7 separate regions of the Mus musculus genome follow, and all the other regions are linked to region 6. The links are chromatin contacts, called in public Hi-C and promoter capture Hi-C maps. All regions are on one chromosome and are shown on one strand. Each heading gives the region's core, a stretch centred on a gene start, on an enhancer-like site or on the middle of the called end of the contact. The rest is flanking DNA. Distances are from core to core; before and after follow the strand shown.

Region 1 (2,700 bases), core at 163-2,662, 1.6 Mb after region 6:
CCAAGCCTTTAATCCGTGCCCTAGGGAGGCAGAGGCAGGCGGATTTCTGAGTTTGAGGCCAGCCTGCTCTACAGAGTGAGTTCCAGGACAGCCCCAGGACCATACTGAGAAACCCTGTCTTGAAAAACACCCCCCCGCCCCCCGGGGAAATGCCCAGATTTTAAAAAGACACCTTTTCCCTTTTCTGTCAGTGATTTACTTGAAGACATCTACCACCAGAATTGCGCAGCTGTCCACCACTCCAAAAGTATTTTGGGCCAAAGCAAGCTAGTGTCAAGAGCCCAAATCAAGGTTACTGGATCTTCTCCTCTTTAGCTTCAGCGGATGTTGTGGGATCTGTGATTAGCAGGATCCAGACCTATGTCAAATTTGAAATCTCCAAAGTAGGAAACCACACGGCAGAAACCCCCAAGTCGGACAAAAGGAAAGCTGGGTTTTTGTTTTTGAACCTCTCCTCAACCACTGGACATCCTGGGTTCCCACGGGGTGAACAGTTGGAAGGCGGCAGGTTCTCTCTAGGTTCCTAGCTACCCCGGGGTTTGAAACCTGACTTTTAACTGTTAATTCTTGGTCCAGCGAGGTCTTGGGAGTTTCTCTTGCGAAACCCACTTCCAGGATAATAACAACACAGCACCTACCTGGCGGGTGCTCGCTGAACGCGGCAGCGTCCCCCTGTCCTCAGGGACACAACAATCTGATGATCAGAGAGAGCCACACTGTCACCCGGACTGGGTCCGTGTGCGGATGCACGTTCAAGGGGGAAAGAACGCTGGAGGATGGATGGCTTTGAGGGGAGGGTGGAGGGGGTAGGAAAATGCAGGAGACGGACTCTCATCGCACTGGGACGTCGTCCTGCCAAGCCAAGTCCCTCTGATGAGTCCTTGGACTCCAGATGATAAATGTGAAAGCAAGGACAGGGGAGTGATAAAAAATAATGGGGTCCCCAAACCCGGAGGCGCTTGTATGCGCGCCCCAGATCCAAAGCGGCTTCCGAGAAAAGACCGGCCCCTCCACTGGGCCTGATCCCCCACCGGCCGGGCCTGCCCCGCCACCCACCCGCGCGCCGCTCACCTTCCAGCAGCCGTTGGATGATGCTGTCGATGTTGAGTTTGTCGATATCCGCCATCGCCGTCCCGCCGCCGACCCTCCCGCAGCAGCAGCAGCAGCAGCGGCGCCGCCGCCCGCTCGCCCCGGGGTCTCACTCGTCCTCCTTCCTCACGCCACGAGCCCCACGAGCGGTGGTGGCGGCGGCGGCGGTGGCAGCAGCAGCCGCGGCGGGTCCACCCCCCCCAGCCGCCCCGCTCCGCTCCGGGCTTCCTCCTCCTCTCGCCACTGGGAACCACGAGAAGAACAAGATGGCCGCCGACTCCTCAGGCCAGCCTCGGGCGGCGCACGGATGCGCGCGCGGGAGTGCAGCGGCCCGGCCGGGACTTCTTTACGGGCCCATAGAGCGCGCGGGAAGGGGGCGGGGCCGGCGCCGGGAAGGGGCGGGGTTTGAGCGCGTAGGGCGGGGGTGGGGCGGAGCCCGGGCGGAGACGGTTGAGCGCGACTCCGCCACCGCGCGCGGGATCCTTCCGCCAAACGGGCGGGGGAAATAGACCCCCTGTGGCGGGAGAGGGAAGTTGTGAAGTTGGCGCGCGCAAGTTGAAGGTGGACTTTGTCAGTCTGCTGCGCGCTGCGAGGCTCACCAGCTCCTTCCGGCTCTGCTGCTTGGGGACAGAAGTCTGACCGACATGGCGGGGTGGGAGTTCAACACTGAATCACCCCTCGGAGCCAATCTGGGGTGGGGTTGCTTGCCTGTGGAGAATCATAAAGAGGAGGAGGTTGGAACGTTGGGGATTCAAATACTCTGGCACATTGGTGAACAAGAAGAGCTAGATATACGGCTCCGTGGTGAGAATGCTTGTCGAGTATGTGTGAGACCTTGGGTTCAATTCCCAGCACTGGCAAAATTTCATAATACTGCAATAAAGCATCTACGATACAATATTTGGAAAAAAGAAGCCCCCAAGATAAGCCAAAAAAATGTTAATCCACTGTGAGTGGCACATTAAGTAATTTGTGTGAGCTTCTTGTGTGCGCTAATGCTCTTTTACATTTTAGAGAGAGGTTGGGAGAATTCTGTAAGGGTTGCTACTACCTATCTTTTGAATTATCTTTCTTGAACTCAGAAAGTTATATAATAATTTAAGAGATTTCCCCTGTATTTAGCCGGAGCTGGGTTGAATGAGCGTGCCGGAGCAGATAAAATGGGAATTTGCACATTTCCTGGGAGGTTGCTGTGCGTGCGCTCTGGGCCTCAGCGCATTCATCTGCTGCTTGCCTCTAGCTTCCTTGACTCCCCAGGGGCACCCCTTCACCTGAGGGGTCCCCAACTCTGCTGCCTCGCAGGCTAGCTGCCTATGGAAGAAAAATGCACACCCATCTGACCCATTTATCTCTTCCCAGTAGCACGCCAGAAAATTTACAAAATGTTCTCCCCCAGCCCCACCTCCAGTTCATGTTTCTCAAAGCAAGAGGGATGGATCTGAGGATTCCTTTCCATGAATGCCTTGCAAGGTTGTCTCCCCATAGAGAGACTCATTTTCTACAAGCTCTGTCTTCCCGTGGCCCCGCAGCATGGTGTGTGATGCACCCATCTAGATCTGAGCCCTTTTCCTGATGCTAGCCCCCGACAGTGGGGTTTCAGGATTCTCCCCA
Region 2 (2,700 bases), core at 172-2,671, 1.7 Mb after region 6:
GCTCAGCCATAAAAAGGGAATATAATTTCGGTTGGCCGTCCATAAAAGCTAGTCTTTTGACAGAGATGAGGGGGGGACTAGGCCTCTTCTTTTGGAAGGGAAGTAAGTGGGGGGGGTGATGTGCAATAGGGTGTGGTGTGGGGAGGTGGGCAGGCAAGGAGGGTGACTTCAGGGTCTGGAGGTTTTTTTAGGGTTTTTTTTAGGGGGTACCGAGGCATGATGGGTTTCTGAGTCCCTTCTTTAGGATAACAAGTTGGGAGGGCTCATAGAAAAGAAGAGGGATATGTGAAATACGCCCCCTTTTGGTCCAGGGTCTGAGGAACTGCAAAGGCCGGGACCTCCCCGCCCTGGGTTAAAGATCAAGGAGAAAGCAGAAACGCTATACTCAAAGGGCGTGTGTGTGTGTGTGTGTGTGTGTCCGTCCATGTGCGTTGGCCATGGTAATGATAACATGACACCCTGCCTAGCCCCCATAGTGATGTTAGAGGTCCGGAGCTGCTACAGCGGGCCTTGGAGAACCTCAACTGATCCAAGCAGCTGTTGGGGAAAGGCTGCTTCCGCAAAGGTTTCTCTAAGGACATCCTGCAGCAACATTCACTTCACGCCAGGGACTTGCTTTGGAAAGTTGTGGGGTGCGTTACGCCCACTAAAGAATAACGATCAGAGCCCTACTGTAAAGACGCAAAGCATAGACACACAGGTTCCCCAATAGGACTTCCTTCGGTGCTGTACAGCACCATGCTGGGCGCCCGGAGACTTTCCCACGGCTCCGGGGCGCCCCCTCGCGGCGGTCACCCGCAGCGCAGCGAGCGCGTGGCGCGCGGGGTTGCGAGGGGGGGGGTGGACCTCGGCCGGAGGGTCGCGCGTGTGTGCTCCGTGCTCCCCTCGCGCGAGGCCACGCGAGGAGAGCGGCCGCACGCACTGCAGAGAGCTCACTTTGTTCTTTACGGTCCCCGTCGCCCGCGGCCCCTCCGCGCTCCCGCCGCCCCCCCTGCGCATTGATCCGCGCGCGCGGCGCTGTCGATAAGTTTGCAAGGAGCCAAAGTCAAGTGCGAGCGGCGTGCGCGCAGAGCCGGGCCGCGCTCCCGGGGTCCAGCCCGGGTGTTGGCGGCAGCCGCATCCCCGGCCGCGCGCCCGCCCCCAAGATGGCGGCCGAGGGGGGACCGCGGGGGGCCCGGGGGCCGAGGCCGGCCAGGGCTGTACGGGCGACCAGGGGGCCGCGCGCAAGACGGCGCCTGGACTGGCGGCGGCTGCAGGTGAGCAGACCAGCCCGCCTTTGTTCGCTGCCGCCACGAGCGGCCGCCGGGACGCGGGAGCCGCCGAGGCGGGAGGAGCGCGGGGAACGGGAGGAGCGCGGGGAGCACGGAGAGCGCGCGGGCAACGCGGGGGAGCGGGACGCGGCTGCGCAGCCATCCAGCCGCCGCCGCCGCCGCCGCCTCCTCCACCGGCTGCTGCAGCCAGGACGCTCGGTGCTCCTCCCGGGCCGATCCCTGAGGGTTAGTCTCTGCGTCTTGTTTCTCCCTCTCTCCTCGGTTTTTTATCACCCCCTCCGCCTGCTTTCTCTTCCTCCGCCTGCTTTCTGCCTCCGTCCTTCCCACCTCTGTCTTGACCCCCCCCTCCCGCCTCCCCTCTCCGGTCTTGCTTTTCTTCCCTCGCTTCCCCTCCTCCTGCTTTCTCTCCATCATCTTGATATTCCCCTTCTCTGTCTGCTCCTCCCTCCCCGCCCCTTCCCCTCCATCCCAGTCCCGCGGCCCCGGAGCCCCAGGCCCGAGCGCGCGCAACTTTGCGCACCTGCCGCGGGGCGGAGCAGGTGCGCGGGCTGCAGCCCCTGGGAACTTTTGCACCCGCGCCCCTGGGGCTACCGGTTCTACCTCGCTTGCTCTCGCACCCTGCTCTCTCTGCCTTGGCCCCCCTCGCTCCCCTCTCCTTCTCAGGGGCGACACTCTTGGCAGCCCCAGCACTTTTTCCATGTTCCTGGTGCGCGGGCTCCAGGTGCCTCCAGGTTGGGATGTTTGCTGACCGTCTTTCTGAGGCCCTGGGATGGGCGGGGGGTAGGGGGGGAGATGCGGTGTTACAGTACCCCATTTGGCGACACACTTGGGTGCTCATTACGCCCGCAGAGGCTCCCTGCACCCTGCAGTCGAGCAGAGTCGCGGCAGGTGCTGCGATGGCCTGGGCGGGGAAGCCTTGTGGATAACCACGCTCTGAGAGCATTTTGCTTGGCCAGTGACATTCTCAGAATTCGTGACAACACGTCTGGAGATAAAAAAATAAATAAATAAAACATAAAGGGACCCACTTTCCCTTTTTAATCTGTCCGCAGATCTCGTTAAGTTGCTTCTGATAAGTGGCTCGCTCCAGCCCCCCTCTTCTCTGTCCCCACTCCTCGCTCCCCTCCTCCCTCAAAGCCACCGAGCCGGAGAGAAAATCGGGGCACTCAGGCATGCAGTTAATAACTGCAGGAGCTATGCAATTCCTAGTCCGCGCCCGAGTTGAGGTTACAGTTTGGTGGCCGGCTAAGATGGGCAAGGCTGTGTCCTATGCTAGACGGTTTAAAGGATGCTAAAGTGGCTTTGGAGGTGGGGAGCAGGGGCCGGGAGGGGGCAGAGAGAGAGAGAGTTGGGTAGCCACATTGGGCCTGGCACGAAGGCCAATGGTAATCGTATTCCCTGCTAATGTTTGTAAATGAGACCCGGGCAG
Region 3 (2,700 bases), core at 27-2,526, 1.5 Mb after region 6:
TAATGGCTGAGTCATCTCTCTAGCCCCTAGATGGACTCAGTGAATTATGATGGAAAGAAAGAAAGAAAGAAACTAACAAATGAGTCCCCACTGTCCCCTAAGGCTTTCGAAATGTATGAGCAGATAACAGTCTACACCTTGAAGTCAAATGTCAGAAAATTACATTGAGGCTTGAGACTGGATAAAAGGATTTTGAGAACTTTTCACAGAATGATTTGAAGCACAGGGCTGTAAGACTTAAGGAAGGGCTGGAGAGATGGCTCAGCGGTTAAGAGCTTGGGCTGCTCTTCCAGAGGTCCTGAGTTCAATTCCCAGCAACCACTTGGTGGCTCATGTCATGTCTATGACTGTCTCATGGGATCTGATGCCCTCTGCTGGTGTACATACATACAGACACAACACCATATACAAAAAACAAAACAAAACAAAACATAACTAACCCTTAAAAAATACCTGAGAGACAGAGGCAGGTGGTTCTCCGAGTTCGAGGCCAGACTGGTCCACAGAGTGCATTCTGGGACAGTCAGGTCTACAGAGAGAAACCCTGTCTCAAATTCCTCCCCCATCCTCCCCCTACCAGTAAACACACACACACACACACACACACACACACACACACACACACACACACGATGAGAAGAACATTCCAAATGATATAATCATAAAGGCAGATATGGAGGTTGGATGCGGTGGTGCATGCCTGGCATGAGGCACTGACATAGGGCTGCCTTGGGTTCGAGATTAGTCAGGCACAGAGAGATCCCGTCTAAAAGAACCAAAAAGTTAAGAATTCTTTTGTTTCTCTTATCATAAATAAATCCGTGGACAGAAGTGCTCTGGCGACCTCCTGCGATGTATCCAAAGGCAAAGAAAGTAAAGAAAGTGTTACATGGGGTAAGAAATTCAATGTAACTTAAAGGAACCAAGTCACTTCTAAACATGCGCTGCGGGTCTTTTATTAGAAATACTCTCTTCTAGGCTCTGCCCTAGTCTTGACTGACTCCGAATTCTGTGAGGCTATAGCTGGGAATCTACATTTTTAAAAAAAAAAAAAAAAACAACCACGCAGCACCCAAAGTGTCACAACAGAAGTTTACATCTTCCGATTTTCTGAGGGCTCCTTAGAAAGAGCTGTCTCATACCCCGCCCCCACCGGCCCCGCCCCTCCTCTCCGATTCCGCCCAGGCCCCGCCTATAGCCTCGCCCAGCTCCCGCCCCATTCGCGGGTCTGACTTCAGGCCCCACCTTCTTCCGCAGACCAGTTTGGCCTCGCGAGCCCTTTCCCGTGATACCTAGCGCTAGGCTGTGACTGTTGCCCGGGCAACAGACGGGCCTAGCTCCCCGGCGCGGGCTACTCTGCTAGGCCATGGGGTCGCGGGGTCTCCCGCCGCTCCTGCTGGTGCTCCTAAACTGCTACACCTCTTCGAGCACCCAGGTCATTGCCATCCCGGCTGCGGCCACCCCAGCAGTGACGAAGGAGGATCTCAATTCCACCAAGGCCACCCCCACCACTCTGCAGCCCTCCCTGTCGCCTAGGACCCCGGGAACTCCCAGGGCACCGGAGCGCTCTGGCCCCAGGCCTACCCCGGTCACGGACGGTGGGTACAAAGGGGTGACCCCCCTGGAGCGGGTACACCAGCTCAAAGTTACCCCCTTCTCAGCCTCCCTGTCGTTACCCTCAGGGGGAGATCGGATCTCTGGCACACAAATGCGGAGGGCGGGGCTCAGTTACTCCCTTTTCCGCATCATTGCAGACGGCTGCAGTGGGGTACTAGATAGAAACCTACAGAATGAGTTGAAGGCAGTACTGGTAGAAGAAAGAGTGCTAAGTGGATCTTCGTCCTCTCCACGCAGACACACGGACATGGGCATCCCAGTTGTGTCTAGATTACTGAGAGCCCAGCAGATATTTTCAGGGTGATTAAGTGCGTTTTAGACATTTTTTACCAGCTAAATGGAGTTATTAAACACACCTGTTTCATCCGTATCTACTTACCGCTCGGAATTTGAAGCTTTGGCAACAATTCGTGGTTGTAAATTTAAACACATGAGGTAGTGGACTTAATTGCTCTCTCCCTTTTACCCATCCCAGTGAAGGGAGTATGGCGTTCTTTTAGTGAGTACGCGCAGTTGTCCATGGCTAGAGAGGACCTAGTCAAGGAGGAGCTAATTTGTCTTTCGGACTAAGAAAGCATTTTTCATTTATCAATAAAACTCCCCTTTCCCTTCGTGCCTTTCCAGAGCGTTATACCACTTTCGGGGGGAATTTTTTCTAAATCTTAAAAAAGTATTTTAAATTGTGTGTGCATATTTGTATATGTTTGTGAGGATGGGGTGGATATATATTGGCGCCCTTGGAGAACCGAAGTGGGGAGCTGGAGTTTGTTTGAGAGCTGGCTGACTTGGGTCCTGGGAACAGAAGTTAGGTCCTGTATACAAGCAGTATGTGCTTTTAACTCCTGAGCCATCTCCCCAGCCTGTTCTAGAACCATTCCAGTCTCCTGCCTTCGCCTTCTTTCCTAACTTTGTTCCTGACAGGTTTGCTAAGTGACCCAGACTGGCCTGTAACCTGACATCTTCCTGACTCTGCCTCCCAGTTGCTGAGATTCCCAGGTGTGGGCCTCCCAGCCTGCCTCCCATCTCTAGAGCTTGTTTTTTTGTTTTGGTTTTTTTTTTTTTGTAAATTTTGAAACCATTCAT
Region 4 (2,700 bases), core at 166-2,665, 1.6 Mb after region 6:
GCCTCCCAAGTGTTGGGACTAAAGGCATGCGCCACCACTGCCCGGCCTAACCCATGTTCTTTATCACTAAGCACACTGCTAGATAAGGGTCTTGTAGGATGTAGACAGTTGCTTGGGTTTGAATGACTCGTAATTAACAGACTCGGGAAGTTCTGAGACGACTCTACCGTGGGTCAGAACTGTGACTCAGAGTCCACTCTTTTGGCTTCTAATAAAAGTCCTGAAGTTGCAGCTCCAGGTTTTCCCAGGGGCCGATGACCGGGGAGGGGTGCCCTATACTTACCCTATACCCGCAGTCACTATCTGAGGAGCTAGCCAACATTGTAGACCATCAGCCACTGGTCTCCCTTAGGCTTGCAACAGGGCTGCCAGCAACCAACAGAGGCAGCATATCTCCTATTTCCTTTTCAGCGACAGCAAAGCACCTTCCTCTTCTCTAACCTTGGGCTGTGGGAAGCTCCTCTGGTGCCTTTGAGACCACGACCAGTAATTATAAGCCCACCCCTGTGGCAGACTCCAGGAAATAATGCACCCCACCCCCGCTGTTGCCCCCAGACATGGTTTCTCTGTGTAGCTCTGGGTGTCCTGGAACTCAACTCTGTAGACCAGGCTGGCCTTGAACTCAGAGATCTGCCTGTCTCCGCTTTCCGAGTGCTGGGATTAAAGGCATCGATAGATCCACTGCCTGGCACCAGTTAGTCTCTTAACGTTCCTAGTCCAAGCATTGACTGGGAAGGATGGGCTGATTTGGGTATCTGACCGCCGTGGAGACTGTCTTGCTGTGTGTGCTGGTTCCATTTGTTTACCGCTGGCAGCTTTGTTTGCTCTAGGCTACACTGGGGGCGCACGCGAGGGGCCGTGGCGGGGGTGGGGGGGTGGGGGTGGGGTGGGGCTCGTTCTTCTTGGCAAGAGGGCCGAGTTCTGCACCCAGGAAGAACCGCGATGGGAAACCTTCGCCAGAGAGGCATGTTTCTAACCACTGCCCACCCAGTGGCAGACAGTGGAGAGCAGCCGAAACAGCAGGACCCGAGGGCAACTTCCAGATGGTGAAGGGCGGACCGGGGTAAAGTCATTGCCTAACCTGCCCCAGGTTTAATCTCCAAACTCTGAAAACAAGTCGTTTTAGGTCACTGTGTAACAGAAAGGAGGTATTTAATGGTGAAGCGAGAGGAAAGAGAGTAGTAACCCAGGGAGGGAGGGAATGGAAGCTGGCTTGGTGGCCAAGGTGGCCAAGGTGTTTGACACAGGGCAGCTGAGGGTAGCCCAGGAATGCGTTGCCCTGTCCCCTCTGGTAAAATGCGGGTTCTCCGTGGGTCCGGTTGTCTCGGCTGTCCTTAGAGAACGCGAGTCGCCGCTGTCACAAAGGCGCGGGTTCCAGGGCGGAGAACGCGGGGTGCGGAGCTGGCTGCCACTTAGACACACGAGCCGCCACTACCGGGAGCCGCGGGAGCCGTGGGTGGTAAGTTAGGGTACACACAGCGCCCCCTGCCGGGGATGAGCAGAGGTGAGGCAGGAACCAGCCACTGCCACCATAAACGCTCCCCAAACTCAAAGAGCTATATGTGCTCTCAAGCGACTGTGTATTTATTTATTACGTATCCATTCACTTACAGCACAGACTGACCTTGAAGTAAAGCTACAGCCAAAGATCTTGACCTCATGATCTTCCTGTTTCCACCTCCCGCGTCACTCAGGCCAGCACCACCACGCCCACCTTTTGTTTTCTTTTTAAAACAAATTGATCACGTCGTGAGGGTGGCTGAACCACAGCTCAGTTCCCCACAACACTAAGCACACAGTAGGCGCTTGTTTGTATGCCAAATCGACTTAGACATTCACACTGCCACAACTCTCATGATTTATAAGTCCCCAGAAATTTCATTTCAAATTGTCTCATGAAAAGTTCTTCCTGTCTGGTGTGATAGGACGCGATCCAGTGACATCTTCTGGTCTGGCTAAGCCTTGAGGTTTTGGTGTTTATGGTTTCTCTCCCCATGCTAGTATGATTCATAGAGCCCCATGGAACTGGCTGACCTAGATTCCCCAGGTTAAAATTCAGTTACTAAATTCTCTCCAGTGTACAACAGGAATTACTGGTCCACGGAAGTGGGAGGGGATTATGCAGATTAGGGGAGGGCGTGGCCCTCCCCACTGTCTAGATGGGGAACTGAGGCTCCAGAGAGCAGCACAGATGTACCTGAGGTCCGTTAGAGGCTGGGCAAGAATGTGAATGGAGAACCTGGAATTCCACATAGGACCTCGCAGTTTCTGGGACACAGTGGGCCTAACAACCCTTTGGGGCTTGTCTGCTAATGTCCCCACTCCTAAGTGCCTCTGGGCAGGTAGCATTCAAGTTCTGATATGATAAAATGTTCCTCTGGGTTGCTGGTTGCTGGTTCCTGATCCTAGAAGTGGGGTATGGGTGGGGTAATCACAGCGTAGGCAGGGTTTCAACTCTGTTGTGTGTGTGGGTGTGGGATAGGTATGTATCAGTGGGTAGTGCTGGCCTAGCCTGCATGAAGTACCGGATATGGTAGCACATGCCTCTAATCCCAGCACTTTGGAGGTGGAGGCAGGAGGATCAGGAGATCAAGGCCAGCCTTGGCAGCATACTGAGTTTGAGGCCAGCCTCGACTACAGGAGACTCTGTCCCAAAGTCAAAAAAACCAAAACAGCTCCATCAGGTTGATCATCAGAGGC
Region 5 (2,700 bases), core at 77-2,576, 1.3 Mb after region 6:
CGCTTCCTTTTGACAGCCTGTTCTCTCTACCTAGGACAGCCCCACCATACAGATGCACTGTAACTGACAGGTGAGCTGTGTACCTTCCAGATCAGATGACAGGCCCTGTGGAGTCACACAGCCATCTCTAGTACTCTGAATATTGTATTTATTAAATATTAAAATGATACAAACACCTCTATAGACTCTAGGCATCCCTCAAATGTCACCATTGCCGTTTCTACTGTGCTTAAGTGTCCTTAGCATCATTCTCTTAATATGTACACAAAGAAACACTGTATCACACAAAAAAAATAAATATAAAAACTAGAGCCAGGCAGTGGTGGCAGACGCCTTTAATCCCAGCACGTGGGAGGCTGAGGCAGGCGGATTTCTGAGTTCAAGGCCAGCCTGGTCTACAGAGTGAGTTCCAGGACAGCCAGGGCTACACAGAAAAACCCTGTCTCAAAGGAAAAAGAAAAAAATGCCCACAAACAGTGCATATCTACAAACTTATCTGAAACCCATACTCCAAACTTCTGAGAAAAAGGGAAGAAAAGACCCCATACTGGGTGCGTGGCAGGGGGCCTTGTCTGGAATTAGACAGGGGAAAAAAAACCAAAAAAACAAAAAGACCAACAACCCAGACTCAGATTCCGGGGCGGACCTAAGTAAGCGTATGATTTTGAACAAAATAAACCTTTCTGTGTTTGTAATCTGTAGAATGGGTATAGGATCAAGCACACAGAATGGATATGAAGACACCTGGAACGACCAGGGCAGTTCCTGGAGCAAAGGTGTCCTGCAGCTCTGTCTGGGTGCTGGACAGAACTGAAGTCTTTTGGGAGGACAGAACAAGCTCTTGAGCGCTCAGCCCTCTCTCAAGCCGCTCAAGAGCTATTAAAGCTGCTATCACTCCCAGACAAACAAAAAAAAAAAAAAAAGCAAGGTACAAGCAGAGAGCAGGAAGCCGTATACCCAGGGTTTCCCCGGAGCCCAGCCACCCACGCACCGCAGCTCCTCCAGGCTCACCTTCCCGCTGCCCGCGGGGCCCATGACGAGCTGCGCATATCGAGGCATGCCGCCTCTCCGGGGGTTTCACACACAGCCGACGGCCACACTCCCTTCAGCCTTCGCGCGACAGCCACGGCGTTCCGGGGAATGTGCGTAGGAGCCAATCGCAACCACAGATCGCTCGTTCAGCACGGGTATTTACTACACCATAGACTACGGAGCGTCCCCAGGGCCAAAATGCCTTCCGAAACGCGTGCCGTGCTCAGAGAGGAGGCGGGGACACGAGTTCGTTCACGCGTGCGCAGAGAGAGAAAGAGAAAGAGCCGAGAGCCGTTATCGGTTGGGCCTCCGGCGAAGGCGGTTGCCTAGGTGATAGCGGATCGCGAATTACGCTCCGCGCCCCCGGGCCGCAGCACCGGTGCTTGGGTTTGACACATAGGGTGACAACCGAAGGTCTGCAGGTCCTCTGAGGGTCTAGAATACTGAGGTGGATAAGGAATACTTGCTTTAGGGTGCGTGTGGATGGATTTGCCCTGACGCGTCCTTGTCAGCGAGAGATGCCCAGGCGCAGGAGCCTGGTTACCTGAGGTTCCTCCGCCCTCGGGTCTACAGCTCCAGGAACTCGGGTCTTCCTCCGCACCATCCGGCGGCCACTTGAGCAGGGTCGGAGTGGGGAGAGCCGGAGGCCGCCGACTCAGAGCCGGTGTGGTGCACGCGTGTGGACGGGATGCCGAGCCGTTGGCCCGGGGTCGCGGGGCCGCCCGCCTTGGCCCGGACGGAAGGCGGTGAAGGGTGAGGCGGCCTTGGGAACCCCTGCCGAGGAGGCGCGAGACGGGGGGGGGGGGGGGGGGGGGGGGAGCGGGCTCTAGCGGGGCTCGGCTGCCGAGGCGGCCTCGGAGCAGGACAGAGACTGAGCTTTCGGGCTCCTAACCTGGCGGGGAGCCGAGGGTCCAGCCGCCTCGGGCCTGGGAAGGTTTTAACTGTCCCCTAGATGGCTGAGGACAGTTGACTTCTGATATCACAGCTGGATGCCATGCTTCCCTGTCCCCCTCCTGGCCTCCTTCCTTAAAAAAATCAAGAGGCGGGATGACTGGGATCCAACTAGGCCCACAATCATGGCTCTTGTAGAATCTGAATCCGTGGCCATGAAATAAAAATATATTTATGTTTATTAAGTACATTATTATTAAATGTACATTTTATTGTAAATATATATTTGGTGCTAAGACTTTTTTTTTTTTTTCCCCGAGACAGGGTTTCTCTGTGTAGCCCTGGCTGTCCTGGAACTCACTGTAGACCAGGCTGGCCTGAACTCAGAAATCCACCTGCCTCTGCCTCCCGAGTGCTGGGATTAAAGGCGTGTGCCACCACTACCCGGCTACAGGAATCAATTTCATTTTTTGAAAAAAGTAAAAAGACCAGATCCATGATTGGAAACAATTAACAAACCAGCGTACTAGTTCCAGCACAACGTAATTGTTCTTTCCAGGACAGAAATTACTTCTATTAAAGAACAAGAAAGATATCATGTGGCTAAGTACAGGAACCAAGCAAACTACAGGCTTGATCTCACTGTAGAATTAGACTAGGACGCTATGAGACCAGATTTACCTAAGTCCTTTCTGGTAAAGTAAATATTAGACTAGGGATCCAGCTTGGTGGTAGTAGAGCACTTGTATAGTGTTGGTTAGCCCTGAGTTCTATCTC
Region 6 (2,700 bases), core at 93-2,592:
TTGATAAAAAAAAATCAGTGAGTGGGTGTACAACTGAGGATTTAAAGTAGGAAGGTGGTGGTAGCTTAAGTCTTTAAACCCAGGACCTGGGAGGCAGAGGCTGGTGAGTTTGAGGACAGCCTGGTCTACAGAGCTAGTTCCAGGACAACCATGGGTACACAGAAGTTCCAGGTCAACCACGGGTACACAGAAAAACCTTGCCTCTGTGTGCATGCGTGCACACACACACAGACACCATACACACACACAAGCTTAGATTTCTGATTCTAAATACTCTTTTATAAGATTATTTTAAAAGATAAATAATTGATCTTTTCATTATAACTGCAAATTGTAGCCTGGTAGTACAAGAACTGGCTGAGAAAAAGTAGCTTGCTTGCTTACACTTAATCTATTATAATTTATTTAATTTTTTTTTTCACTTATAATACCTAAGACTTTCAATCTTGTAAAAGGTATGGTGTAACATGCTGGGTTTGGGGGGGGGGGTTGTTTGTTTTGTTTTTGGGGTTTTTTTTTTGCTTGTGTATTTATTATAATCATTCACTTACAAAATGTAGCCACATTGTAATCTTTGTACTACTTGGGAGATTTTGCTGGAAGATATAAGTTATGGGAGAAGTAATAAAGTTGTTGACGCTTGTTGAAGCCTTGCTTCACCGTGTGTGTGTGTGTGTGTGTGTGTGTGTGTGTGTGTGTGTGTGTGTGTTTGTGTCTGTCTGTCTGATTTACATTAATATCATCAACCCCTCCTTGGATCACTAAACGCGCTACAGGAGCTGGCCTCCAACAGAGACCATAACTAACCTGACATTATTTGTTACAGGTTATAATTTCCGGTGATTTTAACATGTGATGACGAAAATATCCATTCAAATCCAGCGGCATATGAAAGTAGAAACATAATAAAGGGTTTTCTGGTTTTTCTGTTTGTTTCGTCCCTGATAGGAGTTCATGAGAGTAGGCAGTGGAATAACTTCATTTTTCATTCATTTACAAATGAAACAAGCAAAATAAAGTGGCTTGTGTCTGAGAGCACATTTATCTACGGCAAAGGTAGAGTTCCTGTCTTCTCTTTTCGACGCTGGGGAACCGCACCACATTTTGTCAAAGCCATGTATCCGGCTTTGATTCCTTCAGCTTTAAACGCCTAACGGGGACAATCCATATTGTTTTAACTCATTCAGAACCGTTTTTTTAAAAAGAGCAATCCCAGTGTGCAACGCAAACAATGAGTCCCGTCGCTTAGAAACTACATATCCCAGAATGCCACGCTCTGTGGCCCATTCGGAAAGAGGCATGAGGGCGGCCTTGGCATTCTGGGAGTTGTAGTCTCCGTCCAGGACCCGCCCCTAGACGGCTTTGGAGGCCTGTGTGTGGAGAAAAGCCTCCAGGGAGAGCGGCTCTGGCCTCCAACCTTCGCCCCCTGCCCTCCAAGCTTTCCCACAGCCCAAGATGGCGGCCGGTGTGGATTTTGGCGACCTAGAGCTCTTCGAGGCGTTTGACCCACCAGAGGAGTCGACGCCGAAGCCCGTTCACACCCGGTTCAAGGACGACGAGGAGGAAGAGGACGACGACGACGACGAGAACGGGGTGGGCGATGCGGAGCTGCAGGAGCAGCTCCGGCGCTGCGAGGCCACCATCGAGCAGCTCCGCGCCGAGAATATCCTTCCGGCGCGATGGGCCGGGTGTCACTTGGCACTCGGGGTCTGGGTGGCGGCGGGCGGGGGACACGGCGGAATTTCCAAGAAGATTAGCATTCGAAGTCCTTCCTCCCGCGACCTGGCGGGCGGGCGGGAGTCTCGGTCCGGTTGCAGAAGCTGCATCCGCGGCCCGCGCGCGATCCCTTCCCCGCGAGCGTCCTCCAGTGCACACCACCCTGGCCCCCCAACTCAAAGCTGCTCTCAACTGTTGTGACACTGGAGACACTTCTCTCCCGGTCTTGGAGGTCACCGTGTTTTCTAACTTTGCGTGCCAAGCTCGAGAAGAGACGAGTCGTAGTGTAGTTGTGCGTTTGAAGGTGCGGGGCGTCGCAGCCGGGGAGTGGGATGATTTGTGGAGGGACGAAAGCTACGAGTGCCCACTGTGATGGAGAATCGGGGCGCGGGGGGGACGACCTTAAAGATTTAGCATGCGAAGAGACTTGCTAAATTGTCCAGATCGTTTTGATTTCTTGAGCTAACTTGCCTCCCGGTGCTCCGGGAAAAACGCGCCAAAATTCCCTTTGACTTTATTAACGTGATTATAACGTTTGTGGGTTTGCTAGTATGTTAATTTCCCGTTCTTAGGTAGTTTTGGTTCAGGTAACTTTCCTTTTGGAACTTAGCCTGAACCCTGAGCATGGTTGTTATGTCAACTTTTGAAGTTCAAGTCTGATTTTTTTTTCATGAAACCATTTTCCGTGACACACTTTATTATGAAAATTTATAAAATACTAGAGAGTTGAAAGGATTGTGTATTTCATATCCGTAGGGGTTCTCTCACATTCTTGCAAACATTTTGCTATATTAACTTTATCATTTATCTTTATGCTTTGACGTGGAAATTTTTCTTAATTGCTTCAACTTGTTCCGGGAACACCGCGGTCTAACTGAAATTTTTGGTTCATCTCTTAGACTGTTTCTGAACTCCAGGACCATGTCTTAGAATATATGTTCAAAGAGATGAAGACCTTATTTAATGTTCAGGTCCAGTTGTCCT
Region 7 (2,700 bases), core at 169-2,668, 1.1 Mb after region 6:
AGGAACCACAAAGGAATACTTCTTACTGGCCTGCTTCTCCTGAGATTCTCAGCTACCTTTCTTACATCGGCCAGGCCCACATGCCCAGGGGTGGCCTTGCTCACAACGGGCCCGGCCCTCCTACACACAATAAATTAATGATGTAATAAAATAAAAAGCAAGGTCGGAGGTGTAACTCAGTGGTAGAGTTCTTTCCTAGCACAGGCTATAGGAGAACAGGATGAGGAGGTGGAGGAAGAGGGGGTGGAGCGGGAGGTGAGGTAGAAGTGACAAGCTTTCAGAACCGCTGTTAGAGCCTGTTAGAAATCTATTCAAAATCTCAAACACAGTTCAGTTAGAAGGTACCATTAGGAGCTTACATACCAGACTTGACCAGGCGTCTCTGGGGGGAAAAGAAAAGCTACCCACAGTTTGTTTCAGACAGAATAAGCAAGGTCTCTATGCTGTAAAACTGTTGCTAGGAATGTCTTCTTAGACTCCTCAGTGAATCCCACCAAGGAATCACAGGGTGAAGTCAGTTCCTCCTTTCGTCTGTAGCAGGTGGGGACACCACAATCTGTCTCTGTGGAACCTGTCTCTAGGTTTGTGTGCCAAGCGCCTTTACCAGTTGAGCTACCTCAACAGGTCATTTGGATTCTTTTTACTGGTCTTTAAACAGCGCTCTGTCTAATGGAGACATGACAGTATGATTCCTTCAGCCATCCCTGTCCCCCAGTAAACGTCACACATACTCTGTCATCACTGAGACATCTTGGTACATTTCTCTCCGTCCTGGGCTGTTTAACTATATTGCCTCTCTTTCCCCATCATCTCTGTGAGGACAGAACCAACCCTATTGGGTCTTGTTCTCTATTGCATTTCCAGCAGTCAGCAGTATGGAATGCCTAATTTATCATTTGTTAGCTTGAGGTTGTGGCAAGTCTGGTATTACATTTACTGTTTCTCCAAGGATGTCTGAGCATCTAACCTAGTTTTCAGAGTAGGCCTCCATTTGTCCCGGTCTGTCTCTCCTCTCCATGTCTGGGTCTCTCAATCCATAGTTTATAATTGTTCCATGCATGATTTAACCTGGAGATTCTTTCGTCGAAAACCTAAATTCGGAAACCACGCCCAATGCTTTCTGACCCCAAACCCTATCCAGTCCTGCTTCAAACAAGTCGCCCCAAGTTTGGTAAATAAATGAATGAATGAATGAAACAGCACACGCAAACAGCACAGGTTAAGCCCTTTGTCAAGGTGAGAACGGTAGACGGTTCGCAAAGGTTATTATCAGCAGGAGTCTAAGTGGGAATAACAGCCAGAGTCACCCTAGGCTTTCTGCAGAGGTTCGGAACCCCAGGTACCAGGGCCAAGCTTTCCAGCCCGAGGCTCCGCCCTCCGGTGTGCGCGCGCCCCCCTCCTCCCCGAGCCAGAGGAAGTGACGTCACCGCATGGCAACCGTTGCCAAGGAGCGGTCTCTAAGAACCCGCAAGCGCCCCAGTGCCTCCCGAGGGTGGGGAGGTGGTTTCGTGAGGAGGATTTGAGGTAACCCCCGCCAACTCGCGGTCGGGAACTCCGCGAACCCCCGAATCCCGTCAAGCTGCGCCCGCTCCCGGCCGGTGGCGGCAGCAGGGCCTGTCGGGGGGCGGGGGGTCGGCCGCGCGGGTCCCCCTCGGTCTCCGGGCGTCGCAGGAGGCCGTAGGCCTGCGCGCGCTGCCCCGGCTGGGCCGGATACCACGCGCGTCCTGGTTTTAATTCTTGCCCCGGCTCCCCCTGGGTGCTGCAGTGGGTGAGTGCTGGTGAATTAGCTCGGCCGGTTGCGCTGGAAGAGGGAGAGTAATTGCTTTTGCTAATTTTAGCGCGCAGCGCCCGGCGGGCAGCGACAGCCCTACCTGGTTCAAGAGCATCTCTGTCCTCTGAAAGCTGGTGGGGCAACGCAGCTCATTTCTTTTCTTAAAAAAGTTTGGAAACTTGGCGTGTATTAGTTGCGCATAATGGGTACCACTGTATTCACACATGCATACATATAGTGTATTCCATCACCCCATCCCCGTTTCTCGCTCTTCGCTTTCCTGCTCCCACGGAATCCATTTCCTAACCCTTCTCCCTTCGACTTTTTTGCCCCCACCTCACTCCCCTTTTCTTTTGGAGGTCCAATGAGTTTAATTATGGTTCCCCACCCTTAGCAACCATTAAGTTGCCTGTAATAATCGTGAGCCCCTCCCCTTTTCTTCTCTTGGCAACATTTTCTTGCTTATCCAGATATTTGGTTTGATTTTGTGTTTCTCAGAGAAGAAAAAGCCGTATGGACAACTTCTAAATTAGTTTAAATATATGTGGATATAAGGATGTGTATTATATTTTTACAGTTGAAAACTTGAGCCTCCCAAGTTTTTAAAAAGTAAAGATATTCTCTGTAATTTATTTATTTCTGGCTTGTTTTTTGAGACAATGCTTCTCTGTAGAGTCCTGGCTGGCCAGGAACTCACTCTGTAGACCAGGCTGGCCTCAAACTCAGAAATCCTCCTGCCTCTGCCTCCTAGCACTGAGATTAAAATTGCACACTACTATCCCTGAGATAGTCTTTATATATAAACTTAAAAAGAAACCTTAAATTTAGCAACCATACTGGTTGTGCCATCCTTTCTTATCTTTTAGAACAACTTTATTTCCTTCCTTCTAGCTTCCTTCCTCCTTTCCTTCCTTCCTTTCTTCCAAATG

Evidence for each region. Promoter capture Hi-C pulls out the DNA fragments that hold promoters and counts their contacts. A called contact is a pair of places that touch in the nucleus more often than the background predicts.
Region 1: a contact with region 6 is called in a promoter capture Hi-C map of pre-B cells, with 2.9 times the contacts expected there. The contact joins the promoter of Ppp1cc here to the promoter of Zcchc8 in region 6. A contact is called at or near these places in 2 of 39 promoter capture datasets (liver and pre-B cells).
Region 2: a promoter capture Hi-C map of pre-B cells shows a contact between it and region 6, with 2.9 times the contacts expected there. The contact joins the promoter of Cux2 here to the promoter of Zcchc8 in region 6. A contact is called at or near these places in 1 of 39 promoter capture datasets (pre-B cells) and 1 of 9 other capture datasets (adipose tissue).
Region 3: a contact with region 6 is called in a promoter capture Hi-C map of liver, with 3 times the contacts expected there. The contact joins the promoter of Tctn1 here to the promoter of Zcchc8 in region 6. A contact is called at or near these places in 2 of 39 promoter capture datasets (liver and pre-B cells).
Region 4: a Hi-C map of B cells shows a contact between it and region 6, with 5 read pairs. The contact joins the promoter of Ccdc63 here to the promoter of Zcchc8 in region 6. A contact is called at or near these places in 1 of 39 promoter capture datasets (pre-B cells), 1 of 484 Hi-C or Micro-C datasets (B cells) and 1 of 115 datasets of contacts at active chromatin or transcription factors (pancreatic cancer cells).
Region 5: a promoter capture Hi-C map of pre-B cells shows a contact between it and region 6, with 4 times the contacts expected there. The contact joins the promoter of Fam216a here to the promoter of Zcchc8 in region 6. A contact is called at or near these places in 1 of 39 promoter capture datasets (pre-B cells) and 1 of 484 Hi-C or Micro-C datasets (B cells).
Region 7: a contact with region 6 is called in a promoter capture Hi-C map of pre-B cells, with 2.4 times the contacts expected there. The contact joins the promoter of Ift81 here to the promoter of Zcchc8 in region 6. A contact is called at or near these places in 2 of 39 promoter capture datasets (liver and pre-B cells).

The regions. Positions count from the first base shown.
Region 1 is chr5:122,156,987-122,159,686 of GRCm38.p6, reverse strand. It overlaps Ppp1cc (protein phosphatase 1 catalytic subunit gamma), which reads right to left and starts at 1,412. Exons shown (of 7, transcript NM_013636.4): 1 at 1,072-1,412. The coding sequence starts at 1,126.
Region 2 is chr5:122,048,572-122,051,271 of GRCm38.p6, reverse strand. It overlaps Cux2 (cut-like homeobox 2), which reads left to right and starts at 1,421. Exons shown (of 23, transcript NM_001312908.1): 1 at 1,421-1,496.
Region 3 is chr5:122,263,036-122,265,735 of GRCm38.p6, reverse strand. Tctn1 (tectonic family member 1) reads left to right here and starts at 1,276. Exons shown (of 14, transcript NM_001039153.3): 1 at 1,276-1,598. The coding sequence starts at 1,367.
Region 4 is chr5:122,130,680-122,133,379 of GRCm38.p6, reverse strand. Ccdc63 (coiled-coil domain containing 63) reads left to right here and starts at 1,415. Exons shown (of 12, transcript NM_001384199.1): 1 at 1,415-1,459.
Region 5 is chr5:122,370,968-122,373,667 of GRCm38.p6, reverse strand. It overlaps Fam216a (family with sequence similarity 216, member A), which reads left to right and starts at 1,326. Exons shown (of 7, transcript NM_026883.4): 1 at 1,326-1,785. The coding sequence starts at 1,721. Gpn3 (GPN-loop GTPase 3) reads right to left here and starts at 1,160. Exons shown (of 8, transcript NM_024216.2): 1 at 1,012-1,160. The coding sequence starts at 1,059.
Region 6 is chr5:123,719,686-123,722,385 of GRCm38.p6, reverse strand. Zcchc8 (zinc finger, CCHC domain containing 8) reads left to right here and starts at 1,342. Exons shown (of 14, transcript NM_027494.3): 1 at 1,342-1,663. The coding sequence starts at 1,456.
Region 7 is chr5:122,613,262-122,615,961 of GRCm38.p6, reverse strand. It overlaps Ift81 (intraflagellar transport 81), which reads left to right and starts at 1,418. Exons shown (of 19, transcript NM_009879.4): 1 at 1,418-1,524.